3 separate regions of the Mus musculus genome follow, and regions 1 and 3 are each linked to region 2. Evidence: chromatin contacts called from public HiCAR-type and promoter capture Hi-C data. All regions are on one chromosome and are shown on one strand. The core of a region is the stretch at or near the end of the contact, and the rest is flanking DNA. Distances in the headings are between cores, read along the strand shown.

Region 1 (4,245 bases), core at 1,157-3,656, 1.1 Mb before region 2:
GAATAGAACTGAGGATAATTCTTTTAGTCAGGACACAAGAGAACTTTTTAGACAGAATTGAACTCAAGAAGAACTTAGAAGTAAAGGCATATCATTGGGAGAAAAGGCATTGAGAGTAAGAGCATTGCTGTGACATCAGAGCAGGAAGAGAGAGCAAAATGAGGAGAATGCAGAGTGGAATAACTTAAAAACTATAGGTAACATAAAAATCTAAGAGAGCAATGTGCAGAATGCAGAGGGAAAGAGGGGAAAAAAGAAGCTGCATAGAGCAGAAGGAGCAGGCAGGCTTCTCCTTACCATGGAACAGAACAGGTCTTTTCTGAATAGCAAGGCAGGCTTATTCTTATAAAGGAACAAAGCTTTCTTCTTACAAACTTGGGTTTAACTCATTTAGCATTAAAAGGCTAGAAGCGTTTTCTTTCCCTATGCAATAAAGATTGGAGCTCTTTTTCCATGTAGAATCAGTGAGTTCTTTCTGAAACCTGTGCTTGGTCTTTTGCTCCAAATGCATATGTAAGTATAGACATGTGTGTGTAAGTATGTAATTGTGAGAATGTATGCAAGTTGGACACAACTGGTTTTAATGGAAGTGTATAAATGCACATATGTGATTCTGTGTATGAATTTACGTAAGTTTATGCATATTTGCTTATATAAAAGTTTTTCCTTCTGCAAGCATTATTCTCTTCTGGTTCAATAGAAGTTTATTGTTCAATAGCCTGACAAGCAAGAGGCATCTGAACAAAAGGGAAAAGGTTCTAGCAATTAATCCTTTACTTAATCTCCTGCTGTTTTAGGATGAGGTGCTAAGTGCCAGAGACTGCAGTTTCTGGCCTCAGGAACATAGAAGGCAGGTCAGCTACAGTAGCACAGTAACTTGGACTTACATAAGTGAACTTTTAATTATTATACTACAACCCTAAATATCTCACAAGACAAAAGTCGTACCCTCCGCCAGTGATCTTCCCCCCTCTGCTACCTCAAGGAGAACCAACAAGAAAGAAGACCCCACCGGGGCTGGCCCCCAGCACCAAAGTGTTCATGTTCAGAGTATTTATCTATCCAGCCCACCTGTAGTGCTTTCTGGCTTTCTGATGGTGCTATGGATTTCCAGCATCAAGATCTAATGTTTCTCATTGCACTCTGGGCAGTAGCCAGGTACCCAAAACAGCAGGTCTCGTGTATAATTTTTATATCTATTTCTCCAACAAAGAATTTTCTCAAAGGCCATCTTCCCTGATTACTGTTCATTTCTTCCTATAGCTTCTACCTGGAAAAAAAAATGTGTCTGTTTGGAGCTCTGTGACCAAGAAAACAGTTGAAAATGGAGGCCATGTATGGAGATTACAAGCAGCACAGTGGAGTGGGACAAGGAGTTGTTTCTTTTAATAAATCATTAATGTAAAAGTCTCAACACTTCTTGAGTTATTTTCTTGGAGGTTGTTATGGTTTGAATATGACACGTCTCCCTGGTCCATAGTTGATTGTACTGTTTGGGAAGAAGGGGCCATGCTGGAGGAGATAGGTCAACGGGGTATTTTGTCCTGGGCTTGACATGTTTCTTGTTGTTTCCTGGTTGCTTTAGGTGAGAAGCCTCAACCAAATACCCCTGCTGTCACGATCATTCTCCTTTACTACAAAGCAGCAGATTCAGTCAAGCATAGCCTTAAACCACCTAAAATAGTGCACCAAAAAATTAATAATAATAATAATAATAATAATAATAAATCCTCCTTCCTTTAAACTGTTCCTCTCAGTTATCTAATCCTAATCGTGAAAAAGCTACTAATGTCAATACGTTAAGTTTTTGTCTTAGTCAGGGTTTCTATTCCTGCACAAACATCATGACCAAGAAGCAAGTCAGGGAGGAAAGGATTTATTCAGGTTACAATTTCCACATTGCTGTTGATCGCCAAAGGATGTCAGGACAGGAACTCAAGCAGGTCAGGAAGCAGGAGCTGATGCAGAGGACATGGAGGGATGTTACTTACTGGCTTGCTTCTTCTGGCTTGCTCAGCCTGCTCTCTTATAGAACCAAGACTACCAGCCCAGAGATGGTCCCACCCACAAGGGGCCCTTCTCCCTTGATCACTAATTGAGAAAATGCTCCACAGCTGGATCTCATGGAGGCACTTACTTCCCCAACTGAAGCTCCTTTCTCTGTGATAACTCCAGCTTGTGTCCTATCAGAACATCAAGAGTAGAAGGAAGCCATATAGCTCACTTTTCTGTCACTGCCATGTAGAAGAGTGCTCTCCAACTCCAGCCAGAATCTGAAACTCTAGCAACGTCAGCCCTGCCCAAGAGCAAACTTTCTGAGAGGGTAAGGGGTGGTGGGTGGCCTTATTTCTGCTGCCTTTTACCTATCCTAATCACAGAACGACTTGCAACCTACAGTTCAAATGATGGCTTTCCGGAACTGGAGCACACACCCAGGCCCTGCCCCAAGCGGTGCCCCGGAAGTATTTCCCAGGCTTTCTCACGGAGGAAAAATGGCGGCGGTGCAGGTCGCCGCCTCTCTTCCTTGTGGGCAGCCGCGAGAGGCCCCGCGGGAACTGTCGCCGGAGCAGGACGATGGGTTCCGCCGCTTGTCTGCCAGGCTCCGCGCGCTGCAGCCGGATGACAGCACCGTGTCCCGCATGGAGATTCACCTGCTCTTCGACCAGCTCATCTCCGAGAACTACAGCGAGGGCGGCGGCGTGGCCCCCGAGGTAGGCGGCGCGCCTCATCCTGCCCGGACAACGGCTGGTTCCTCCCTCCGGCCCCTCCGGCTCTCACCCACGTCCCGGATGACTTAGTTCCAGGCTGGCTTTCTCCCTCGGTCCGTGCCATATCTCTCTGCCCTCCATCTGAAAGCTTGCAAGCCAGCATCTTTTCAAAGGCTTCTGCTCTGACGCCCTCAGCTGCCATCCCTGGTGAGCGACTCCGGGAATGTCGGAGCGAGGGTAGTCTTAGTTGATTTCGCTGATGTACGCACTGAAGCTCACAAGAGATCCAGCGTCACGGTTTGGGCAAATGGCAGAGCTAGATTGGAACCTAAATTTGTCGTAAGGCCTGTATTTTCTGTTTTGTTTCGGCACTAGCTCTCGTTTGCTTCCACTTCTCCTGTCAGGATCATCTCATTCATACACATCCGCTCTTGTATATCACTGATTCCCAGAACCCCTGAGCCAGTCCTACCTGCGAGCATCTCAAACTTGATAGCTCGTATAGATGAATACATTGTCTCCCATACTCCTAATCCCCTATTCATTCTACCCTACCCCACCCCAAATACACACAAGGCATGCACACTGCTTCTTTTCTTTACCCTGGAGCCTGTTGGATTAAAATTCTTCAGTCTGTCTCAAACATGTTTCTCAGTTCACACTCTTCTCTCCCTAGTCTCTCACTGATCTTCCTCTATTCTAGCCCCATTCCAGACTATTCTTTGCCAGAGTCTGCTATTGGAAAAACAAAAACAAAAAACAAACAAAACGCATACAAGTGTACGCATAATCAGAGATTTTCTATGTATATTGGCAAATGGCAGAAGCAAGCGGCCAAACAGTAAGAGAAAAATATGGGGCTTAAGGATGTAAAGGGGAAAAGAATCCCGAGCAGCTCACCACGGATAAGGGAGCAGAGTGGAACTAAGTGAAATTAAGGGAGCTTTTTATTTATATACTTGGCTATTTTGCACAACAACAACAACAAAATGTGTGCCTTTCCATTCTTCTCTCCTTGTTCTCCTCTTGGGTTCAGTCACTTGGCACTTGGTGCCTCGGGTTCAGGCACCTGAGGACATTGCGCATCTCTGAGAGTTCCCCCACTCCATCCCCTCCCCTTGTTCTTTGATTACTTGTCTGTCTGGCAAAGTTCTATTTGTTCTTCAGATCTTCTTTGTTATCTTTCTGTCTCCCTCTCGAGGAGACAAGTTCTCTGTGGTTCAGGGAAGTGTTTGGTTCATCTTTGGAGTCAAAAAAAAAAAAAAAAAAAATACCTAGCCTACTGCCTGACACGTACTATATGCCCAGAGCCTTTCTGTTCATTAAGCATCTGTAGATGGTGTAATCTGTGGATAGCATCCTCTCCTCTCTCTCTCTCTCTCTTTCTCTCCCTCTCTCTCTCTCTCTCTCTCTCTCTCTCTCTCTGTGTGTGTGTGTGTGTAAGTGTTATTTCTGATTTGCCCAATAGCATTGCATGCTTGGCTCATTTGGTATTTTTAGCTGTAGCTGTAGCATGTGCGTTTCTGTGTTGGCATTT
Region 2 (4,106 bases), core at 1,312-3,811:
AAAGCCTGACAACCTGTCTTCCATCCCAAAACTTACAGTGGAAAGAACCAACTCCCTATCAACAGTCCTCAATCTTCCACACATATACTATGGCATATACACCTACATGTACACACACACATACATGCACACATACACACATGTATATATCTATATAGATGTACAAACGTACACATACACACTAGTATAAAATATTCCAGTATATCCCAGCCCAGCCTATGTGCAGTGATAACTAGAATGAACTAGACTAACATTTTTCTGCAAACAAGATTGCTAAAACCATTTACTCAAAGATCACAAGGTTCCCCTTTGGGTTGCTAGGAACAAAGATCAAACCAAGTTAACTTCAGGCAAACACTGCCATCAAATAGCAATGGACCACTACACACACACACACCTCTGCTTCCTCTTCCCGCTTCCCTCCCAACAGGTGCTTTGTTCTATATCCTCCCTTTAACTGGGATTGAGAAATCTTGAAAGAAGCTTGTGTCCCTACATACAGCATAGCTGTAGGTGAATTTTTGATAATACTCATTAACAGCATTCAATGACAGTTCACAAGTTTTCAAGACAAACTAACAAAATTAATTCCTTAGTGGCCAAAAGTCATTCCTAAGCAAGGAAAAATTATACCTATTATTTGAAGTTATTTAAATAAGCTTAAATTGTCTTTGTAATGAGTCTGTAATAAAAGCAAAATTCAGACACCCAGTACAAGGCAAAAGCAGGTGACACTAAACCATAATGTAAGTTTATCTATGAAAAAAACTGGAAACTCACATCATCAAGAATGTAACATACTGTTCACTTAAAAGTGCTTTATGAAGTATTGACTAATGTGCTACATTCACATTAAAGGTGGTTATGTGAAAGGAGAGTATAAGTTATCTTAAAATTTGTAAATAGACAAAATTTAAAATGGTTTTCTGTTTTCATATTATATACTAATAAAAAAATTAACCCAAACCTCAGGATTAAGGGGGAAAAATGCACTACAAAAAAGGTTGTTATCAAACTGTGTTTTTTTAAGGTTTTATGGTGAAGGGGACAGAAGGTAATAACAAATGAACTATGACCAAGCACTATCATACTGAGAAAAAAATCATTTAACTGGTTTCTAGCTTGTTTTTTTAAAACTATTTTTAATATAAGCCCATTAAAATTAAAATTCAAGAAAATAAGAAACCATAACCAATACATACAAGTAATTTCTAATATAAATTCTACTTTATGTCAAATCATTAGACTATTTTTTTAAAGCATGCTTTCCATTGCAAAGTTCCATCGAAGTGAACCAGTCAATAGCTTCCCTAATTTTTTAAAAGTACTGAAGCTCTTGAGACTGGCAAAAAGGCTCAGACTGGCATCTCCACAATGACTTGCATTTTACATAAAATGCTAAAACCTTCAGTACATAACTACACTTTTTTTTTTTTCAGGAAGATAACCGATCTGCCTTTGAGTGGAAAAAAAGTCAAAGGCTGGAAGACTTATCTACATCAGATCACAATGGGCGAGTGCAAAATCCAGGAGCGTCAGCATCAAAATGAAGATTTCAAAACTTGTTCGGAGAAGGTTCATTTAACTGTGGTAAGCAACTGCATTTACTTCCTGCTCAGAATCAACTCAAATTTCTGCCATTTCCTTTTAAAGGAAACAGTACTACAACACCGGGTAGAGGGGTCGGCAAAGGTATACCAACACCAAGTCTTAAAACAACCATCTTCCCACGTTTGTGTTTTTCTATCCACAATGAGCAGTCAGTTCTTCATACTACTTTACAGTCAATAACTTGGTCTTGGGCTACTTGTAAACCAAAAAAATGCCACGAAGGCCCATTTTGAAGAGTCATGGCTTAACCCAACCATTTCAAGAATTATAATGTACTAGGCAATGTGAGACGTATTAGGAAATCAAATCATTTAGGTGGAATCTTCGCTGTGCAAGAGAATGTCACTCTGCCCTCAGTAATTACACTTATGTAGAGATAGCTACAGTGTTCAAACGGGAAACACACAGGTAACAATGCAGCTGCGACATTTTCAACTAATTGAGCCTCCCGGAGGGTAAGTGCTTTCTGGAGAGGACAGGCCCTAAACGCCCCAGCTCCTTCAACCCTTCTCCCCGGCGCGTGCTTAGGCAAACAGCGTCTCAAAGGCAGGCCTAAAGGCCAAAGGTTCGGAGAGGGAGGAAGACCCGAGCAGGGGACCTCCAAGTGCCTTCGGGGCGCTGGATCTGGGGCCTGCCAAGGGTACCGAGAGGCCCCGCTGCAATGGCGAGTTCGTGGGGCCCATCGGAGAGGCGGCCTCGCCTAGGAGTTGCAACACACTCTTTCTCCAGTGCGCAGCGCTCGGCCTGGGGGAGGGGAAACAGCTGCCAGGCCGGGGAGCAGCGGGCCCATCCCGGCCCGGCCCGCTCAGCCCGCTCGCTCACCGTCAGGGTGTCGTCTATGTAGAGGGGGATCTGCCTCCTCTCGAAGGGGAACTCCTCCTCCCCGTCCCTGCACACTGCCACCAGTCGCGCCATCGTCCCCGACGCTGCCGTTGCCACCGTCACCACCTCCTCCCAGCTGCTGCCGCCGCCGCTGCTCCTGCCGCCGCCGCTGCTGCTGCCTCCTCCCAGCTCCTGCCTGCAACAGCCAAACCCCGCGAGCGTAAGCACCCGCCACCTCGCAGCACATTCGCCACGGGTGAAAGGGGTGGGGGGGCGCGGAGCGAGAGAGGACAGGAGAGCCGCGCTGCGTTTCCCATCACCCGATTCCACACGCGCTCAGCCAATCAGCGCCCCGCAGCGCCGGGACCCGCCCCCTCGCGCCGCCTGCCCTCCCCCACCCAGACCCCCCCTCCCCACCCACCCACCCCCCCCCCCCCCGCCCGCCGGCCTCCAGTCAGGGTCCAAAGGAGAGGCGGAAAAGGACCTGCTGGCCCCGGGACATCCCCGCCCAGCTCGGGAGTCCGGGCTCCAGAAGCCCATCCCCGCCTCGGCTACACAGCCCAAGCCCGCACCCCCTGCCGCTGACCCCTTCTCTCCTGGCTGAGCGCCCCGCCCAGGGTGGCCCCCTAGGCTGCAGTTGCCCGGCGCCACCCCGCCCCTGGGAGGGGTCGACCCTGCCTCGGCTCTGCAGAGTTGGGGTGGGGGCGAGCTCAGACCCCAGTCCTCACCCGGGTCGGAGAGAGAGAGCTCTCGGTTCTGACCTTCACTGACTTCGAGGACGCCTCCCTGACCCCCACCTCTGCTCCCCGTTACCGGCTGACGAGGCCCGCGTCAGGGCCGGCCTGGGCGGGAGCGCGGCTGCGATTGCCGTTTCCTCTCCAGGCTCAGTCAGCCGCTCGCGCCACGGGGAGTGTGGGAGGGAGGGCGGGGGACGTGGGGAGGGTGGGGCCGGGGAGGGGGGGCCGCGAACTCCAGGCGGGGCCTGCCTCTTCTCGCGAGACCGCGGCCGCCTCGCTCGTGTCCCGACTTTCGAAATCGGCTTGTACGGGTGGGGGGAACCCCCTGTGCTGTCGCGCTCGGCTGACCTGCGTGGTGCCCCGGATTTACCAAAACGAGCGTGAAAATAGGGCCAGTGGGGAGGCCCAGCAGGAGCAGCCGGGGTCCCTGCCAGTGACGACCCGGGATCTGCTCTCTGGAGACCGGTGGGGTGGAAAGCCCACTGGGGGGGGGGGGGAACCCAGATAAGACTTGGGTGAGCGATGAAGAGCTGGCGCTGTCGAGGTCTAGGAGAATGGACACTGCAGAGACCTTTGACCTTGTTTTCCAGGTTGCACACATGCGGACTTCCACCCCTGTAAGACTGGAGGAAAGGGCTCTGCTACCCTGACTCACCCAGAGCCGGCCGCCTTATGGGGACTGCAGCAAGATGGATGGAAAATATGTGCAGGATCTGTTGTTACAATAGACAGAAAACTGAACTGTAGTCTATGTGTAGCTTCCGACCAAAGGAACTTCTTGAGTTAATATTAACTTAAGGGACTCCCTTGGGCAAAGTTACTGATAGTGGCCAAAGGCCCTTCGGTCTGACCATCTTCCGAGAACCAGAGCTGCTGTAAAGAGAGTTTCCTCTGCACTCTTGACTACTGCCACGTTCTCAGGTACTAGTCTACGGA
Region 3 (3,830 bases), core at 383-2,882, 1.3 Mb after region 2:
ATTCAACTTATAGATACAACAGATTTCTGAAGCAGCTCTGCTATTCCATAGCCTCACTGTTTCCTCTTATTCTGTACATTCCTGTTTGCCCTTTTCACACTCTCCCAGTTAGAAGGAAAAGGCAGATGAATGGGCAGGAAGCACAGGTTGTATCTATGACTTAACATTTTTCACCTGTAAGTCTAAAATTCTTTTCTGCAATAATATCTAACTTTAAAAATTGTTGTAAGGGAGAAAGTATCTTTCCACAGAAATTCACTTAATTTTTTTTAAATCATCTTTTAGTTTACTGGGGGAGGAGAACCCGCATGGCATGACACGTGTGTGGAAGTGAGAAGACAGTGTTCTGGAGACAGAATAGGTTCCCTCCTCTCACCATGTGGGTCTCAGGAATTAAACACTGCTAGCTCGGTTGAGTCCTTTACCTGCTGAGTCAGCTCAGTAATTCTGAAATCAGGAGATTATAATTGAAACAAAATAGATTTAAATCCCACTGTTTGCATCACCTAACCTCCCAGACACTTTTATTGACTGAAGAATTTCGACAGTGGTGAGAAAATCTGGTAAACTCAGTCTGTGAATGGAGATGGTTAAGACAGAAGGTACAACAGGTCATGAAGTCAATAACTTTAACCACAGCTTCTGTGCTCCAAAAAACCCACCACTCTTAAGTTATTTTTCATTTCTAAATATTGTTCTGTCAGACAAGACCTGCATAAAATCAAGCCAAGGAGACCTGTCAACATCCCATCAGGCAGTACTAATTGGACTCATTGGGTGGGAGGGGCGTGTGAAGGGGTCCCGAAGCAGTGTGAAGGATGTACTGGGGATAGGTCAAGATACTTTGTATATATGCATAAACTATCAAAGAATAAATAAAAGATATTGTTAGAAAAAGTATCCAATCACTGATTTTTATCTGTAAACCTCTGAGGTTTAATGGACTCTAACAGCTTATTCTGAAGCAAAAACTCAATATTGTGTTACTAAAATTAATCGAGATGGCAATCTATGCCTGAAGCTGTGGCAACATTCCTCTCAAAACTCATCAGACAATCACACTTCCGGATGTGGTGGCGCAATTCTTCTGGCCCCCAACAATCTCTGGTGGATCTCTGTACGATCGATCGAGGGCAGCCAGGTCTGCACTCCGAGTTCCAGCCCAGCCAGAGCTGGAGGGTGAGACCCTGTCTCTTTAAGAGAAGGGGGGGGGGGGGGCGGGTTAACAAATCTGTAGCCCTTCCAGAAGTACCGCGGAAGCTGGGGCTACCTCCAGCCTGCGTTCACAGAATGTAAGGACAGGCTCCCTGGCCCTCAGCTTTCCTTCCCCAAGCTCCTAGTTCTCACATGTCCACGGGGAGCCACACCATAGAGCCCGAGAGCCCGCCGGCGCCAGCCTGCAGGAGCCCGTCCCCTCCCCGCGCCCTCCTTTCCATTTGCCCACGGCTGGCTCCCGCTCCCAGAGAAAAGGAACGGCTGACGTTTGACAGAAGGCAACGCGGAGCCGACCTACAAGGAAAGCTCGCGAGTACGAAAGTCCTCCCTCACCGGCTGTTCCGACGCTGCCAGGTACCAAGGTACAGCCACTCCTCCCTCTCCAGGCTGCACTCCGCAGCGCCACACAGATGAATTCGCGCCTCCCGCCCCTCGGTTCCCAGTCAGCCAATCACACAGCCAGACCGGAAAAGGAAACAGCCAATCATCGTACGAGGCCAACGCTATACCGCCCAATGGGAGCCCGCGAAGTAAAATCAACCCTCGAGTACTTGGCGGGACCGGAAGACGAGCACCGCCCCTCCCCCAAACCCCACCCCGCGAAAAAGACTGGGACAAGTTCCGCACATTTGCTTGAAGGAAAAAAAAAAATTCTTGTACTGTGAGACTTTAAGAAGCACAAAATGGGCGTTAGACGGGTCTTACATTTGGTGCATTGACCGGGAATCGTCCTGCTGGCGGGTCCAGTGACAGGAGACCGGAGGATTGTTCGAGCAGGTACCGCGGCTGTGTCTCTTTGTGTCCGCCCTTGGCGTGCGTCTATTCCGCGCGTCTATTCCGTCTGTTCCCTCTATTTTGAGTCGGCTGCAAGTCAGTTTGGTTTCGGTTTGCAAAGGAGTTGTCTGCCGGGGGTTGCCAGAAGCGACCTTAACGCTGCGGTAACGAAGAGTCCTGGAGGACGCTCCAGACTCTCAGAGTGGGAAGTCGGATCCGATCCGCGAGATCCGGGAGGGCTCGACTTCATCTGGGGGTCAGTGGCAAAGAGACCACTACCAAGTTATTCAGTGTATCTTCTGTGGCGCTCGTGGCAGGGGCGCGTTGGTATTTTACTTTCTGTTTTTCTTTTTGTGTGTGGACTGGGACTGACGTTATTTTTGGACAGAATGGGACACTGACCTTCCACCCCTCCGAGTTTTACTCTAGAACATTGGAGGGAGGTTAAGACTAGAGCTCACAATCTCTCAGTAAATGTGAAGAAAAATAAATGGTTTACTTTTTGCTCGTCAGAGTGGCCCACCTTTCAGATTGGATGGCCTCCTGAGGGTTCTTTCTCACTGCCTCTTATATTGTCCGTCAAGAGGTGCATTTTTGGTGCTGGCTCGAAGAGCCACCCTAATCAGGTCCCATATATCATAGTGTGGGAAGATTTAGTCACCGATCCCCCTCCTTGTGTTCGCCCGGTTCCTCTTCAGGACCAATGGCTGTGCCAATCTTCGCCCTTCAGGATAGGCCCAAGAAAGATGTTCTCCCCACCACGGATACTGATCTTCTTCTTTATCTCCCTCCCCTTTATCCTCTCTCTCTCTCTCTCTCTCTCTCTCTCTCTCTCTCTCTCTCTCTCTCTCTCTCCTCATGCAGCTCAAGCTGCAGGGCCTTTGGCCCCGCCCATTCCGCCTGGAGAATCAGGGGGACTCGCCATCCTCCTCCCTCCCCAGGTCAGAGGGACCTGCTCAGGAGACTCAGAGACAGTGGAGGCAACTCCTGAGGGTGCCCATATTCTGCCCCTCCCGGCCTATGGTCCCCGGATGAACAAGGTCATCAGCCTTTCAGTATTGGCCGTTTTCCTCCAATGACTTATATAACTGGAAAACTCATAACCCCTCATTTTCTGAGAATCCACAAGGTCTAATTAACTTAATTGAATCACTTCTCCCATCAGCCCACATGGGAAGATAGTCAGCAACTGCTTCAGGTTCTCTTTACCACAGAGGAAAAGCAGCGAATCCTTGAGGCTAGGATACATGTCCCGGGGTCAGGTGGGCGCCCTTCCCTCCTGCCAGGGAATATTGATGCAGGCTTCCCATTGACCAGACCGAACTGGGACTTCAACACCCCTAAAGGTAGGGAGCACCTGAAGGTCCACCGCCAGGCTCTGATGGCAGGTCTCAAAGGGTCAGCACACTGCCCCACCAATTTGACTAAGGTAAGGGAAGTGGTACAGGGGCTGAATGAGTCTCCCTCTGCCTTCCTAGAGAGACTCATGGAGGCCTTTCGCCAGTTTACCCACTATGATCCTAGCAGTGAAGAGCATAAGGCAACAGTTACTGTTGCCTTTATTGACCAATCTAGCAGAGATATTAGGAAGAAGTTGCAGAAACTTGAGGGATTGTAAGACAAGTCTCTAAAGGAACTAGTGCAAGTAGCTGAGAAGGCTTATCATAACCAAGAGTCAGAAGAAAAGAAGGAGGAGAGAAGGCAGAAGGAACAGGAAGCTAGAGAACTCAAAGGAGAGAAGAAACAGGAAAGGAACCTCCAGAGGATCTTGGCCACTGTAGTCAGAGAAAATTGAAAACCTAGTAAGATAGTACCTGCCAACAGAAGAGAGCCCCTGGCTA

The links. Promoter capture Hi-C pulls out the DNA fragments that hold promoters and counts their contacts. HiCAR-type assays count read pairs that join an accessible place to other places.
Region 1: a contact with region 2 is called in a promoter capture Hi-C map of liver, with 2.6 times the contacts expected there. The contact joins the promoter of Heatr6 here to the promoter of Ggnbp2os in region 2. A contact is called at or near these places in 6 of 39 promoter capture datasets (the 3T3-L1 cell line, cranial neural crest, liver and 1 more) and 1 of 115 datasets of contacts at active chromatin or transcription factors (embryonic forebrain).
Region 3: a HiCAR-type map of astrocytes shows a contact between it and region 2, with 5 times the contacts expected there. The contact joins the promoter of Brip1 here to the promoter of Ggnbp2os in region 2. A contact is called at or near these places in 3 of 39 promoter capture datasets (the C10 cell line, hippocampal neurons and pre-B cells), 1 of 484 Hi-C or Micro-C datasets (CD4 T cells), 1 of 115 datasets of contacts at active chromatin or transcription factors (astrocytes) and 1 of 9 other capture datasets (adipose tissue).

The regions. Positions count from the first base shown.
Region 1 is chr11:83,751,231-83,755,475 of GRCm38.p6, forward strand. Heatr6 (HEAT repeat containing 6) reads left to right here and starts at 2,407. Exons shown (of 20, transcript NM_145432.3): 1 at 2,407-2,711. The coding sequence starts at 2,493. It overlaps Wfdc21 (WAP four-disulfide core domain 21), which reads left to right. Exons shown (of 3, transcript NM_183249.2): 3 at 1,264-1,416.
Region 2 is chr11:84,867,444-84,871,549 of GRCm38.p6, forward strand. It overlaps Ggnbp2os (gametogenetin binding protein 2, opposite strand), which reads left to right and starts at 2,562. Exons shown (of 2, transcript NR_131201.1): 1 at 2,562-2,653; 2 at 3,761-4,106. It overlaps Ggnbp2 (gametogenetin binding protein 2), which reads right to left and starts at 3,347. Exons shown (of 14, transcript NM_001364114.1): 1 at 3,162-3,347; 2 at 2,434-2,629. The coding sequence starts at 2,526.
Region 3 is chr11:86,199,561-86,203,390 of GRCm38.p6, forward strand. Brip1 (BRCA1 interacting protein C-terminal helicase 1) reads right to left here and starts at 1,633. Exons shown (of 20, transcript NM_178309.2): 1 at 1,549-1,633. It overlaps Brip1os (BRCA1 interacting protein C-terminal helicase 1, opposite strand), which reads left to right and starts at 1,800. Exons shown (of 7, transcript NR_130959.1): 1 at 1,800-1,992.